Linked DNA regions of Lactuca sativa: region 2 is linked to region 1. The links are chromatin contacts, called in public Hi-C maps. All regions are on one chromosome and are shown on one strand. The core of a region is the stretch at or near the end of the contact, and the rest is flanking DNA. Distances in the headings are between cores, read along the strand shown. Region 1 holds the start of LOC111882119 (protein MID1-COMPLEMENTING ACTIVITY 1). Region 2 holds the start of LOC111882160 (HIPL1 protein).

Evidence for each region. A called contact is a pair of places that touch in the nucleus more often than the background predicts.
Region 2: a contact with region 1 is called in a Hi-C map of leaf, with 4 times the contacts expected there. The contact joins the promoter of LOC111882160 here to the promoter of LOC111882119 in region 1. A contact is called at or near these places in 3 of 4 Hi-C or Micro-C datasets (leaf and seed).

The regions. Positions count from the first base shown.
Region 1 is chr4:191,847,697-191,850,445 of Lsat_Salinas_v11, forward strand. LOC111882119 (protein MID1-COMPLEMENTING ACTIVITY 1) reads left to right here and starts at 1,307. Exons shown (of 8, transcript XM_023878485.2): 1 at 1,307-1,639; 2 at 2,084-2,630; 3 at 2,701-2,749. The coding sequence starts at 2,220.
Region 2 is chr4:192,146,392-192,149,091 of Lsat_Salinas_v11, forward strand. LOC111882160 (HIPL1 protein) reads right to left here and starts at 1,252. Exons shown (of 7, transcript XM_023878517.3): 1 at 994-1,252; 2 at 742-899; 3 at 1-646. The coding sequence starts at 1,093.

The DNA of each region.
Region 1 (2,749 bases), core at 57-2,556:
TACTTCTATGACAAGATCACCACTGTCGTTAACGACAAAAAATATAAATAAATAAAACGTTTATTTATTTGGCGACCTCTAATTAACGGAACTTTTATAAAATGGAATATTCCGTTAACGGTAACGGGGTAATGTAACAGAATAAACTTTGGGTTGTCACACTAGGAGACATGAAAGGTGCTGTGAATATGACTAAGTTCGGCTGGTAGATCCAGTCGACACACAACCCAATCCTCTCGAGCTAATACCCTGAGCTAATAGACCATAAGAAGTATGATTGCACAAATGTATGTGTAATTAAAAGTGGATGTATTCAAAAATGATATATATATATATATATATATATATATATATATATATATATATATATATATATATATATATATATATATATATATATATATATATATATATAAAAGCGCAAAAAAGGCATTTAGTTTTAGCAAACTTTGTTTCTTCTCATTCATAGTTAATCTTAGAAGAAAGTTATATAATGAGCTATTATCTTTTATGAACTCTATCTACAGCAAAAATGAGTGTCTATATGTGCACCTATTGTAATTATTGTGAATTACATCCCAATAATCAAATTTATATGACTAGTAGTTTGATTTTTATATTATTTAGATTCATTAGATTTAAAATAATCACATTTGAAAAATAAAACATTCTTACTTTGAAAAAATTTATATATTTTTCTCCACTTTAACTGATCCCTCTTTATTCGATGGGTGACTTTTGCCTCGATCTATATCTCCTTCCTTATAAATCATAAAACCTATATAATTGAACTCTTTATTGGTAGAAGAGTATGCTCCCTATACATGCATCTACTCCTTCCTCATTTACATTTCTAATAAAATTGCACCAAAAATGATTCGTGTTAGTTGTGTTGAAACCTTGTTATCTTGCATCAATCTTCACCAATGTGAAGACATTTCCCCACAACATTGTTGGATCAATCTGATATTGCCACTATTTAGATTTCTTGAAAAAAACCTTACTCAAATCATTATATCATATTACACAATAACTAAATTCAAAGCATTAGACATATTTTCATTTTAGTTTATATATTTGGTTAAAACATGAGTTGTTTGATTTGATCAATAATTTACTTAAGTTATTTTACTATTTGTCAAATATTTTAAAAACAATTGAAAAAGAATACTAAAACCTAATTTTAGATATATAAAGGGTTGATTGTAACCATTTGCATTAGATAGGTCTTTCATATGCAAGATAACAAATCGTTAGGGGAATGAAATACAATTTTGTCAAATAGACAAAACTATCTAATCCCATATCATACAACTTTGCTTTTCTTTCTTTTTCTCTCTCTCTCTCTGACACACACACACATTGCTAGAGCAGAGACAAACGACACCGAACCAAACTCCAACTGCTTTAGAGAGAGAAAAAAAGAAAAGGTTCAACTTCTTCCAGAAATGCTCTGAAATCTATCATCAGGAAGAAGAAGACGACGACGTAATTCGTCTGTATTCTGACCAACCAATCCAGCAAATAAATGCTTAGTCATTGTTTCTGCATCAATGCTCACCGAACAACTGCACTTATTTTATCCAGCAAAAAAAGCTAGCAAATTTCTCAATGAACCCTAAAAGACTGAACACCAAAGGTAAAAATCCATATCTATCGAACATTTCAGTTTTTCTATTTTCTTTAGTTTCACACTCTTGCGTGTGTTTTTGTCAGTGAATACAGACTAATATGCATGCCTACTGTTCTTTCAAATTGCATCTGTTGCAATTAAGGTCAACTTCAAGTGAATCTGAAAATTTTTCTGTTTACTAATTATGCGCTGTTTTTTTATTATTATAATTTATTATGTTTTTTTTTATTTGATCTACTTATTTATTCTCAATTTCGTTCTAGTTGAAGACTGTAAATTTCCGATATATGTTGCTCGTATTTTTACCATTTGTTCCTCTTTTAATCAATCCTTCGTTTTATCAGATAAAGAAAGCGAAAGCTAACAGAGAATCTCTAAGATCTCGTGTCTCTAATTTCCTTTTCTCTATCATTTCGCATTTAAATATTGATTAATTTCAATCTCTACCAGATTCTACTATTGAGGATCCTTGAATTCAATTCCATTTCTCGAAGATCCTTTGAAGATTCTACAAAAGAAATAATTGAACCTCTCTGAGAAACATAACAAGCGAAGAAATTTAGGGTTTTGGGAATTAGTGTGAAGAATGGCTGCAGCATGGGAACATTTTGGAGAAATCGCAAATGTAGCCCAACTAACAGGTTTAGATGCAGTGAAGCTAATAGGGATGATTGTCCAAGCTGCTAACACAGCTCGTTTACACAAGAAGAACTGCAAACAATTTGCAACGCATTTGAAGTTGATTGGAAATCTTCTTCAACAACTCAAAATCAGTGAGCTGAAAAGGTATCCAGAAACACGTGAACCTTTAGAACAACTTGAAGATGCATTGAGAAGATCCTACATTTTAGTCAACAGTTGTCAAGATCGAAGCTATCTCTACTTACTTGCAATGGGATGGAACATTGTTTATCAATTCAGAAAAGCACAAAACGAAATTGATCGATACTTAAAGATTATCCCACTCATCACTCTTGTTGATAATGCTCGAGTCAGGGTATATAAAACTAAAAACGTCATCTTGTTCTAAAGATTATCAAATCTTGTTTTGACTTGTTTTCTTTCAGGAAAGATTGGAGTATATTGAAATGGATCAAAGGGAATACACATTGGATG
Region 2 (2,700 bases), core at 2-2,501, 300 kb after region 1:
ATTTGTCACAGTTGAAAGAAGCAAATAACCTTCCATTTTGAGCGAAATTTGGATGCAAAGCTATCGACATCAACCCGAATTGTGTATCGAAGTAAACCTCATCTGTCAAATCAAGAAACGGATTGGACTCATCAAGATCCAACCTACGTCCAGACCCGATTTCAGGAACTGTGACTAACCAAATTTGGCCTTTTTGGTTGGAGAAGAAAGCCCGGTTCGACCCGTCGGTGTGACCCGCCATGTCAAGGTATGAACCGTTTCCGATTTTCTCCAAACACATGCCAGTTGGAGGAGCTTTGGTGCTGTTTGTAGTTATGTTTAGTTGGACTTTTTCCCCATTGAAGCAGACGGAATCTTCGAGTGAAGGTCCTCCAACTACGTTACAAAAATCCGATCTTGATTGCCAGATGTCAGTGAGCTTGTTGCTTGAATTCGCTGGTGTTGGAGCTTGACCTTGTAACAATGGCGAAAATGGTGAATTTCTTACGGATACATTCTGACAGGTATCCCATACTTTTTCACAGAAATTGTTATTAGCTTGGTTGGTTTGTGATGAGTTTGATGAAACTGTAGAGTTGCAGAGCACAGGAACTTGTCGAGGAACGGTTTTAATGGTGAAAAGCTCTGCTGAAAATGGATCGCATCTCTGAAAAATGGAAACATTCAAGTTTTTCTTGATACATAAACCCCAAAACTTGCTTAAAATCCAAACCTTCAAGTCGTTATAACCAAGAAACTTACAGAACAGAGGATGGATTTGAGAAGAGAAGCACAAGCAGGTTGAGATACATTCATCGATTCAAACTGCTTCTGTATATTCTTATCTTGTATAGAATCGCAGCATGAACTGCCATTGTAGTTACAGAAAACCAGAGGAGTCTTCGGTTTAAGTGGAGCACCTATTATATATACACAAGAATCATTAGAAACATAAACAAAATTATAAACTGGAAGTTCGCTAACACGTAATGGGGTTTCTGAGAAGTTGATTACTTGAATCTGTACACAAAGGAAGTGACAGAGCATGAGTGATGAGCAAAGTTACAGAGATGAAGATAATGAAGATGTTCATAGTCGTATGATGAACAGCCATGGTGGAAACAAAGTTCTTCTCACTTTATCTTCTTCATGGAACCCTAATGAACCATTTGACTTGTGATTTATGAAAAAAGTAGATAGATAAAGATTGGATTGTGATGGCATAAGGTATTGAATCATGTAGGGAGTGTTCATAGTTGACTTTGTAATTAATTTCTTGATCCAAATATATATCCGGTAGTTGGTATGGTAGCAAGTATATGCTTGGTCCAGATATTGTTGTGTAATTGTTTCTCGTGTTTTTTCTTAAAAAATAAATAAATCATTGTTTTTCTTTTTTTCTTTTTTTGGTAAAAACACTACTCCGAAAACATAGTTGAGAGATATTTTCCATGAATCCAAGAGTGAAAGAACAAAAAAAGGAGGATCTTGGTTTGTTTTATATGTCGTGTAAAAAGCATTGATTGCAGCGCTCATGGATAGCCTTGAAAATTTTATCCTGGATTGGAATTGTATTACATTAGAGCCAACTTGCAATTTATTATTTCTTAAAAATAAAGGAAGAAATCCATGTGCGAAGAAACACAGACAATATTTCAACTGCTTGAAGGCGACATGGATCATAAAGAAAAAAGAGTGAGTTATGACCATGTAATAATTCACGGGAGACATTTGACTTGTAATTTAGTTGGAGAAGAATATCCCTTTTAAAACTTTAAATTTGTTTTATACGGCATTTTTTTTAGGTTTACTTGTTTGTTGATTGATAATTATCACCAGCTTTTGTAAGCTTTTTCCAATTTTGTTATAGCGTTTATGCCATCAATATACTAATTTAGTCGTTCAATAAGTTATGATTGTTTGGCAAACGTCTTAATGATTTTGCACTGAATAATAAAAGTATCATATAATAATTTATAGGTTCCAAACGAAAACATGTTATATGATAAGATTGTCGAATGAAAGTGTTAAATGATAAAAATTGTAATTTTGCACTTCTGTTTAAAAAAAATAATAATAAATATCAAAAAATTTAAAATTCATACAAAATAAGATACAAAATTCTTACAAATACTTCAAAATTAATCTCCTTTAGGAACTGGCAACATCTCAAAGAGTTTTAGAAACCCATGACTTTTTTTTTCTACGTTACTTAATTACAAACAATAACAATACTAATAACAATACCACCGATTTCATAGAAATAGGCACAATCCCATAAGAATATGCATGATATATTTCCACGGAAGATCTCCAAAAGAAAAGAAAAAGAACAATAAGAAAAAGAAAATGAAATACAATAAAATAAGATAATATTCCTACATTTAAAACGTCAATCTATAATGAAGCAAAAATAAATATAAACAAATTAAACTAATAGCCAAGTGGGGGGAAACGTAAACAAATTTTTTTTGTAGGAGCAATGCAAAGGCAAGGGTTGATCCTAGTAAATACAAACAAGAACTATCATGCAAATAAATGTAAGATGATAGGGGCTTAATACCTATAGCATAAACAATGGGAAGGAAAATCTAGTACCTATTTTATTTCTATCACACTGCGTTAGTCTGATACTAGCCTCCATGTCTTCCAATGAGAGAACATGTCTTCCTATCAAAAAACATGTCTTCCGTAAAAGTTAACTCTTTCAAGTCTAACTTC